2 separate regions of the Capra hircus genome follow, and region 1 is linked to region 2. The links are chromatin contacts, called in public Hi-C maps. All regions are on one chromosome and are shown on one strand. Each heading gives the region's core, a stretch centred on a gene start, on an enhancer-like site or on the middle of the called end of the contact. The rest is flanking DNA. Distances are from core to core; before and after follow the strand shown.

Region 1 (5,648 bases), core at 2,385-4,884, 1.0 Mb before region 2:
GGGAACTAACTAATGGATATATGTGGTATCTTTTGAGGTATTCAAGGCACATCCTGCCTTTCAGAAGTTTTTGAAGGGAAGGGATGATAGCAAAGTAATGCATGTTTTCATCTGGAATATTAAGAGTGTTGCAGAAGGCAGGTGTTGATGCTTTGGATGAAGATTCCAGGTGAGATCTAAGGTGAGGTGTTCACTTAGGGGACTGTGGTGTATAAAGCAGACCCGTGGACCTCGTCTACCCCATCCTAACCTGTATGCCCTGTTCCCACAGATCAAATGAGACTGGCTCCCCAAACTTCTGGCTCTTTTCCCCTTGTCCTCTGGGAATCTGAGCTTCCATGTTGTCACAGATGATTCTGAAAGCTCTTAAAAGAGTGTATCAATTCAGTTCAGTTCAGTTGCTCAGTTGTGTCCGACTCTTTGTGACCCCATGGACTGTAGCACACCAGGCTTTCCCAGCCGTCAACTCCCAGAGCTTGCTCAAACTCGTGTCCATTGAGTCAGTGATGCCATCCAACCACATCATCCTCTGTCGTCCCCTGCTCCTCCTGCCTTCAATCTTTCCCAGTATCAGGGTCTTTTCCAATGAGTCAGTTCTTCGTATCAGGTGGCCAAAGTGTTGGAGCTTCAGCTTCAGCATCAGTCCTTCCAATGAATATTCAGGACTGATTTCCTTTAGGATTGACTCTTTTGATCTCCTTGTATCACTGGTATATAATTTCTCTGTTGCTGCTCTGACAAATAGTTACTGTTGTTCCGTTGCCCAGATGGGCCACAGGGCAATGCTCGCTCCAAAGTCTCTATGGGAGAAGCAGTTTCCTTGCCTTTTTTTTTTTTAAACTCCTAAAGGCTACTTGCATTCCTTGGCTTGGGCTGGGGGTGGGTGGTGTGTGCGTTGGGGGGTGTGTTCTCCATCTTTAAAGCCAGCAATGTAACACCTTTAGATCTCTCTCTCTGCCCTCTGTTTCTATTGTTATATCTCTGATTCGGACTGTCCTGCCTTTCTCTTGTAAGTACTTTTGTGATTACATTGGACCCACCAAAATACTCCAGGAGAATCTTTCCATCTCAAGATCCTTTACTTAATCACATCTGTAAACTCCATTTTACTACGTAAGGTAATATATTCACAGGCTCTGGAGACTACGACTTGGGCGTCTTTGGAGGGCTTGTTCTTCAACCTACGATAATCAAGTACTCTGGGGACTAATTCTTCGGTCACCGCATGAGGTCTGCTGTTTTCTTCTTCCTACACTGGGTCTCTGGCATGTGGTTTCATTCAGTGCTGATGCCGCCTTCCCACCAATGGCAAAGGCAGTGGTGCCACAGGTATCCCTCTCCCCGCAGAGACAAGGTGTTCCTGTGGGGACTGCCAGCCCTCAGACTGAAGGTGGTGGTGTCAGCCTTGACACTGCCCAAGGCCACTGTTTCCCTTCTTCTTCTTTTTTTAAAAATTTATTTTGTTGAAGTATAGTTGATTTAAAATGTTGTGTTAACTTCTGTTCTATAGAAAAGTGATTCAGTTATATATATATATTCATATTCTTTTTCATATTCTTTTCCATTATGGTTTATCACAGGATACTGGGTAGTTCCCTGTACTATACAGTTGGACGTTGTTTTTGTCCATCCTGTATATACTAGTTTGCATCTGCTAATCCCAAACTCTTAATCCCTCCTGCCTCAGTCCCCTCCCTACTGGCAACCACAAGACTGTTCTCCGTGTCTGTGAGTCTGTTTCTGTTTCACAGATAAATTCATTTGTGTTATATTTTAGATTTCACATATAAGTGATATCATATGATATTTGTCTTTCTGTGCCTGACTTCACCTAGTATGATAGCCTCTCAGTCCATCCATGTTGCAACAACTGGCATTACTTCATTTTTTATGGCTGCGTAATATTCCACTGTATATATGTACCATGTCTTCTTTATACATTCTTCTGTTGATAAACATTTAGGTTGTTTCTATGTCTTGGCTCTTGTGAATAGTGCTGGGGCTATGAACATAGGGATGCATGTATCTTTTTCAATTATAGCTATGTCTGGTTTATACCCAGAAGTCAATTGCTGGATCATATGGCAACTCTTTTTTTAGTTTTTTGAGGAACCTCCATACTGCTCTCCATAGTGACTGCACAATTTACATTCCCACCAACAGTGTAGGAGAGTTCCTTTTCTCACACCCTCTCAAGTATTTGTTATCTGCAGACTTTTTAATGATACTCTGCTGCCCTTTGTGTTGTGACCATCATTCACACAACCACCACTGCAAAGGAGACCAACACCGTTGCCATGTTTCAGCGTTTTCTCCACCCTCTTGGGAATCAGATGCAAGCTCAGGAGTGGGGCTGCAAAGCAGGCAGAGTGAGTGACAGATACTATTCTCTGTGTGTTGAAGCAGTTTCTTTCTTTCCTCTTGAAATCAGTCTGTCCCAGCAGGCTCCCGTGTCCCTCCTCACGCTACCAGTTCTCCTTCCAGGCCCAGATATTTTGGAATCGGAGTATAAACACAGCTGGGACTCGGGCTGCTCCATAACACATGCTTCCCAAGTATTAACATTCCATGCTTGAGGAACTCTGGCTCCTCCAAGAAACTCAGAGAGAGAATCAGGAGAGTTCTTAATTTTTTCACACTTTCTACCTAGTCTAGGCTTAAGCATCTGGATCCCATTGGAGGCCATTTGTCCTAATTTAGCACTTCCTATTAATTTTGTAAGGGATTACTATTGAAATACATAATTGAGCAACTTCAGAATTTACAAGCCATGTCAAGTGCCATGCCAAATAGAGCTTGACTGGATTTATTACTGTTGAAAAGGAAATCTTTGATTTCACTCCTCCTAGCTACTATTGATTCATTTCATACCGGAGTCTGAAATTGGAGCCATAGAAAACATTTCCCCCCGCTCCTTTGATCTGGTTGGAATAAATGTTTTCAGTTCATGAAATTAATAGCGAAAGACTTTTCATGAATTTCTATGAATTTTTAATAAGTGTTACTCACGATGGGCTGTGTTGATATTTTGCACACTGTTCTCTCAGGAGATTGAGGCATCTGAGATCCTACCCCAGCTTCAGTTTGTCCAACAGGAATCCTATATTCATAATGTTCAGGGTAATGGATAAATCTCTGCGTATGTAGGTTGACCTTGTGGAGGAGGCAGGGGCAGGCTAGAAGTTTTTGAAGTAGGGAATTTCCCTGTACATCTTCCAGCTTCATCATCTTGATGGAGAGGCTACAGGTTTCTGATAACTGGGCAGTATGCACAAGTCTTTAAGGATTAATGAAGGGGAGGAAAAAGAGGGGTAGGTCTGGGAAAGAGTGAGTTTCACAGAGGTCATGAGAGGTGCATGAATAGTGTCTGACTTACTGGGCTGTGGTTCTTCCTTTGGCCATTTCACTGATAGCTAGGATTTTTAAATTTTTATTTTTTTGATGCTTACTGTTCCCCTGGGACATTGCCTCCTTCAAAATGAGATTGTCACTCGAGGTTCAGCTTATTCTTGTTTGGATATAATTCCTGATATCCTGCAAATGTATATTTATACCGAGATATACTTATTCAACATGAATTTTGTAGACAGAGCTGTCACCAGGTCCCGAGAATAGAAAGAACGCTTCTGCCATCTTCTGGACATCCTGGGGAACTCAAAGGATTTTTCCACAGGAAGAGAGAGAGTTTGATGAATTTCGTTTCAAATTTACTTCAACAGATGAAAATTTAGCCAAGTATTAAACAGATTAATTTTTGCCTTTGTGAAGGCTTGCACGCCTTTGATCATTTCGTTGTTTTAATGAACTCAACGTGGTTGTTTCCGATTTGGCCTTGGAGTCTTGGCCGGTGGCCACCGTCTGCGTGGTGGAGTCTCACCGCCTCCAGCTTGGGTTCCTCACTTTTGGCAGGGTTTGCCTTCCCACTGATGGAAGGTTTACAAAGAGAAAAAAACCATTATGTCTGAAATTCTGCCAGGACACATCAGCGTATTTCCAGGCTGCCATCTATCCTGTAACTCTCTTTAGATTTAATATTTAAAAAAAATTACAATGCACCTGTTTCTAAGGAGAACTACCTGTCATGCAATAGCATGCTTTTATTAAGTCAGCAAATTAAAAATTTTATTTATTAGAGTTTACAACTTGGGTTTCTTCCCTTAGGCGTTCTGATCTCTGGGTTAAGTACAGCTTGTTCCAAGGTCACCCTCCCACCCGCCATAATTAGCCCAGAGAGTTACCAGGGGCTTTTGACACCAGCTTCCCCCAGGGAGCTGAGTGCAGCAGCACCATCTGTGGTCATCACCCTAAGTGACTCAGCAGCTCTGCTATCTTTAGAGTCTGGTCTCATCCCACACAAAGGTCTTTTCAGACCCCAGTTTGACATTATAATATTGTACCCCGGCCCTGCAGGGTCAGAGAGTATAATGCGGTGATTCAGTATCTGTCTTACAGCAGAAAAAGGGCATTCAGTGTTCTGCTAAAGGGCAGGTTGACGACAAGGAGCGTGCAAGGCAGCATTCAGTGGATTCTGCCACTTTGCTTGGGTAGGAGGAAGGCATCTTACCCAAAAAAAAGAATTGGCTCCAAAAGCACACGGATTCTTTTCTGTTGATTTTTAGGTTTTTGGTATTAGGATCAGATCTAAGCTGGTTGGGTGTGGTGATAGAAGAGGTTTTTCTCTGTGAGATTCTGCTCTTGTTCTGTGGCTAGTCAACTGAAGAAGGATTTGTGGAAGCTAACCTCAGTTGTTGAGAGGGTCTGCTTAAGTTGTTGAATATTTAAGTTTTGGTGATGTGCTTGGAAGCTAAAATTGGTGACAGGTTTTTGAAATCTTATCCTCTAATCTTGTTTACTCTGACTAGTTTCTGTACCAGGTCCAGTTTCCCTAAGTGTTTTATGCCTGCCCATAAGTGAGAATAACAGAGTACTCAGGAAAAGTGGGATATTGGGTTTTCTCCATGGAATGTTTCATATCTAAAGTAGCCTTTTATTTCAGAGCAATTTAAAACCTAGATCCTCACTTGAGCACCAACTTATAGGTAGGAGAGTGAAAAATAGAATAGAAAATGTTCTTGCGGACATGATTTATCAAAACATACTATTTACCTTTTAGGGAAAAAAAAAACTATAGCCATAATTTGTCCCCTGCTAATTAGCATGCCATTTCTCAGCATTATTGACAAACAACAACACCAATAATAATATAGCTAACCATGTTTCTCAGAACTTGTATTAAGTAAACTTCTTCCAAGTTGCCTGTCCCACTTGGATGACAATGTCTACATTATTTGAGCTTTACTAATTTCACAGTAGTCATTTTTTGCTTGGGGCAGATTGAAAGAAAATTTACCATTTATGAAGATCTTGTTTGCTAAGAAATTTAATATTCCCAAGAACGACGGGATCATCTTGTGGAGAAGAGCTCTGCTGGATGTTATGACATTTGAGGCCTGGTTTCATTCTGCTACTTACCAACTCTGTGGTTCTGGCTAAGGGATCTCTTTAATCTAAATTCCCTCATCTGGAAAGTGATTGGCATAATGATTTCTATTGCCTCTTCCAGTTGTAGAAGTCTGTAACCTGTCTTCAGAAGAAGAGTCATTTTTGAGGCACCCTCAGAATGTAGATAACATTCTAACAAATTAATC
Region 2 (5,187 bases), core at 1,832-4,331:
ACAAGTCAAAAGAGGTTGCTATATCCTACAAGGCCTTGGTCAGCACAGTGAGAAGAGAGGGGTCCATTCTAAATGAGATCAAAAACCACTAAAGGCTTCTATTCCAGAGGGTGTCCTGCTCCAGTTGCCATTTGGGGAAGATCACCTATAGCTCCCTGCACACACGGTACCAGTTGCCAAGGGGCAGAAGCAACACAAGGTATGAAATATTGAAGAGGTGAATTCTCACTGGGCAGGGCTCATGCACTTTTAACAAAACTGTAACCAAAGGATGCAAATTAGAAGATGAGTTTATTCATAAGAAAAACAAATTAGACGGATAATATGAAAATCAAACGTGCCTTATATCCTTTCCCATAAAATAGTCTAGTAATAAAAAGATGCTCTCTTCCCACCACCTGGTTGCTGCTTCTAGTGACAATGGCAATGCTATTATTAAGACATGAGCGCCCTCTACAGTTATGAGCCTAGATTGCTTTCTACTATTGAAGGAACTAAGCCTGAACCATGAACTAAGCCTGAACCGTGTCTACTTTCATTAATAGCGTGACTGAAAAATTACCATCCTAGAACCCCATGCCACCCATGATAAACTAGGTTCTCCAACACGCTCCTTAAAGTGAAAGATATAAAAAGAAAGTGAAAGTGGCAACTTTCTGGAACAATCATAGCAAACAGAGATTTGTCTCTGTGTCCTTTTTGGGTAATAAGGTCTCCTCATAGACCAAAATGAGGGTGTGTGTATACACACACACGCTGTTAACCAACATTCCATCTTATTATGTTATTGTAAGGACAGAATATGTGTTTGAATGATCATCTAGTATTCATTAAAATACTTGGTATCCATCCAGTCACTGAAAAGTATTCAGTTCAGTTCAGTCGCTCAGTCATGTCCGACTCTTTGCAACCCCATTAATCACAGCATGCCAGGCCTCCCTGTCCATCACCATCTCCCGGAGTTCACTCAGACTCACGTCCATCAAGTCCGTGATGCCATCCAGCCATCTCATCCTCGGTCGTCCCCTTCTCCTCCTGCCCCCAATCCCTCCCAGCATCAAAGTCTTTTCCAATGAGTCAACTCTTCGCATGAGGTGGCCAAAGTACTGGAGTTTCAGCTTTAGCATCATTCCTTCCAAAGAAATCCCAGGGTTGATCTCCTTCAGAATGGGCTGGTTGGATCTCCTTGCCGTCCAAGGGACTCTCAAGAGTCTTCTCCAACACCACAGTTCAAAAGCATCAATTCTTCGGCGCTCAGCCTTCTTCACAGTCCAACTCTCACATCCATACATGACCACAGGAAAAACCATAGCCTTGACTAGATGGACCTTAGTTGGCAAAGTAATGTCTCTGCTTTTGAATATGCTATCTAGGTAGGTCATAACTTTTCTTCCAAGGAGTAAGCGTCTTTTAATTTCATGGCTGCAGTCACCATCTGCAGTGATTCTGGAGCCCAAAAAAATAAAGTCTGACACCGTTTCTGCTGTTTCCCCTCTATTTCCCTTGAAGTGATGGGACCAGATGCCATGATCTTTGTTTTCTGAATGTTGAGCTTTAGGCCAACTGTTTCACTCTCCACTTTCACTTTCATCAAAAGGCTTTTTAGCTCCTCTTCACTTTCTGCCGTAAGGGTGGTGTCATCTGCATATCTGAGGTGATTGATATTTCTCCCGGCAATCTTGATTCCAGCTGGTGTTTCTTCCAGTCCGGTGCTTCCTTCAGCCCAGCGTTTCTCATGATGTACTCTGCATAGAAGTTAAATAAGCAGGGTGACAATATACAGCCTTGACGTACACCTTTTCCTATTTGGAACCAGTCTGTTGTCCCATGTCCAGTTCTAACTGTTGCTTCCTGACCTGCATACAGATTTCTCAAGAGGCAGGTCAGATGGTCTTGTATTCGCATCTCTTTCAGAATTTTCCACTTGTCATAAAACAGCAGATCAAGGAGGTACACGACTGGCTTCCCCTGGCCAGTGACAGTGGCAGGAGGCTGGGGGAAAGCTGGCAACTGCAGCTGAACATGTCAGGACATGTTTGAAAATGCAGTGGGAGTCTGAGAGGGGGGTCTGGAGTGGGAAAGTGGGGCGATACAGGAAGAATGAAGATCTGTTAGAGGTGGTAAAAAAAATAAAAGAACAAAATCAGGGAATTCCCTGGCGATCCAGTGGTTAGGACACAGCACTTTCACCACAGGACGCTGTGCAGTCATTAAAAAAAAAAAAATCATTTAAAAAAATATCCAAGGGAGGGATTAAAAAAAAAACCACCACCACCCAGAGAAAAGCACATTCAACAGCTGGAAAGGGACTGAGGAAAGGCTCTGTGTCCAAATTAATGCTGTTCAACTGGGGCTGAGCAGCCTGCTGCTGCTGCTGCTAAGTCGCTTCAGTCGTGTCCAACCCTGTGCGACCCCATATATGGCAGCCCACCAGGCTCCCTCGTCCCTGGGATTCTCCAGGCAAGAACACTGGAGTGGGTTGCCATTTCCTTCTCCAATACATGAAAGCGAAAAGTGAAAGTGAACTCGCTCAGTCGTGTCCGACTCTTCGCGACCCCAAGGACTGCAGCCTACCAGGCTCCCCCGACCATGGGATTTTCCAGGCAAGAGTGCTGGAGTGGGGTGCCATGAGCAGCCTGGAAACTGGAAAATTAGAATTTGTGAAATGCTTTGATTGCAGCCTCCATGGTCTTCTCCTCGCCCCCAGTTTTCTTAGGCAAAGTTTATTCCAGAAAGGGAAACAACAGGGGGATGTACCAGGCATACACATTCAGAACCTGACTTAGTCTACAACTTGCAGGCCATCCTAAGTACCAAAAAAGAAAGGGGGGGATGTCCCTGAGAGCCGCAAGAGGCATGGGCAAAGGGGCAGGAAAACAGTTCCCTTCCCAATGCTGGTTTCCGCCAACTAGCCTGGCTATTAAGAAATGAAATCTGTTCGCTAGACAAAATAGAGTCAAACATTCCTGCATGCTCCATCCTTTAAACAGATTTAAATATTGGCCTGTCTTCTCTGTGTTTGTTTTGGTTCCCTCAGCCCACATTGGAGTCCACGGGCTCTTTCCCTCACTCATCATCTCGCCTCCCGCTGCTTTGGCTGAGAATGGAGTAATAATTCAGCAAGCAGCTCCGGGCTTCCCATCAGGCCGACGGCCCAGCCCGGGTTTTCACAGCCCTGCATTCCAGTGGCGCTTAGCTCCACAGCCAGCAAGCTGCGGGAGGGACCTTGCTCCCGTGGGCTCTCCTGCCCAAGTGAAAGCAATTTGGGAAGCAGAGTGAGGACAGTGCTAAGAAAAGAAAAAAAGAAAAGACAACAATTTCTCCTTATTGAGTCTTGCATTGTCTTATGAAGCTGGACTTAATTGTAGCTTATTTCCATTACCCAGTGCTGAGGGTCAAAAACAGCTTTAAAAAAAAAAAATTTATATATATATATATATATACACAGCTATATATCAATAAAGCTGGGGAAAAAAAGAAACAGTGACAATCATATAGAGGCTTGTTGATAGAAGGCTTAAAAATAAATGACTGATTCTCTATTCCTGAGAGCAACCTGCCGCAGCCTTTGGAGCGCTTCTCCCCATCCTCATGTTTGCTTTTGTCTGAGCTAAAAAAGCCTGCAGAGTCCTGCCTTTTGGCTCATTACCTAGCACATCCTTCTCCCTTGAAAGACAAGGGAGCCTGGTATTCATCCCATTGGAGGATGTGTTTGTACCTAGAACTCTCCAGAATAAAAAGGTTTCCAAAGGCTTCTCTATAATGATTTAGTCATGAATGAATTTTAACATGGGAGAAAAACATGAGTATTTTGGAAGAAAGGGTGATCTTCCCCTCACACCCCACCCCCAACACACACACCTAATTAAGACAGAAAGAAGCAGCATCTGGACTCTGTAATGCACTCTCCAAAATCAGTGCAACACCATCCTAATGAATAAGGGCCTAACTTAAGCTCTGCAAAGGCCTCCAGTCTGGTTATTTCCTAAAGGAGATGCAGTATCAGGGGGAAAAATTTTTTTCCCAATGTAATGTGGACTTTTTTTTTAAGACTTTATACGTTTACAGGTTTATTTGGTTTGGGTGGCAGAAAACAGACCAGGCACTCAGCTCCTTTCACAGGGCTAAGTTTTAAACTTCTGCATAATGAGTACAAAATAAGAAAACCATGACTGCCTGAAAATCGTGAGGAACAGGGAAGCAGGATGATTGAGAAAGGCTGCAGCTAGTACTCAGGAAAGCGGCCAGTTCTCTGCACATCACTCCAACAGTAATTAGCTGGCTGAAAGCCAATAGTACAGGACTATAATAGACACTGATAGACACTAACTGTGACTACAGAATTGTGAAAGGTGAAAAAAATAATATGGTTATAAATCCTTAAACTGTTAGGATGGACAAAGTAGGAATAATCCAGGAAGCCACAAGGAAAACTTTATCACATTTTGGCTACTGATTCCTAGCAATAACACTTACAATGATACAGTATTATGAAATTGACCAATAAATCTTTTAAACTACTAAAAAGGTTGACTGAACAGGAAATATTTTTATGTGTAATATCTAATAGAGAAAAATGGAGAAAAAGTAAGAGAAGGGGTCACAGGAAGACTACCCAATGTTGGTATATTAATAAAGTTAAGCCCATAAATGCACAAAGTTGATGGGGAGATCCCAGCACCCTCCACATGCAAAGACCTAAAAACCATGCCTGAAATGCAAGCCAGCCTTGTCAGTGCCACTGTCTGAATTCATTTAGCATGCAGTCAACATTTACTAATAATTCAGCTTGAGCAACAGTAGTAGGAATTGTCAGAAGTTTGATTGCTTCATAAACTGAAAGCTCCAAAGGGCAGGAACTCCAATTTCCTAGTTCACTTGCACAGAAGCACAGCCCTACAATAGGAAAAGGTGGCAAGCATTGTCTTTATATTCCCATCACTTTCTGTCTTTCGGCTTGTTTGCTTGAGGTATGTATTTGCATATGTGTCCATTCCGCAGATAATGAGAGCTAATATTTGTGGTTGGCTGTGTGGCAGGCACCATTCTAAGTGCTGTGCACCTATCAATTCATTTAACCCTCACAATAACCCTCTGAAGGAGGGACTCTGAATGGCCCTTCTCTTTGCCAGATGAAAAGACTGAGGTCCAGAGAGACTAGTAAGTCTTCTCTGCATATTCTCTATC

The links. A called contact is a pair of places that touch in the nucleus more often than the background predicts.
Region 1: a Hi-C map of blood shows a contact between it and region 2, with 13 times the contacts expected there. The contact joins two enhancer-like sites. A contact is called at or near these places in 2 of 5 Hi-C or Micro-C datasets (both in blood).

Annotation. Positions count from the first base shown.
Region 1 is chr10:37,330,512-37,336,159 of ARS1.2, reverse strand. No RefSeq gene overlaps it. Among named protein-coding and RNA genes, the nearest start is that of DDHD1, 120 kb to the left of the region's middle. Within about 2 kb of position 3,634, at least 1 of the 5 cell types and tissues checked has an H3K27ac peak or open chromatin away from gene starts, as enhancers often do.
Region 2 is chr10:36,292,780-36,297,966 of ARS1.2, reverse strand. No RefSeq gene overlaps it. Among named protein-coding and RNA genes, the nearest start is that of CDKN3, 20 kb to the right of the region's middle. Within about 2 kb of position 3,081, at least 2 of the 5 cell types and tissues checked have an H3K27ac peak or open chromatin away from gene starts, as enhancers often do.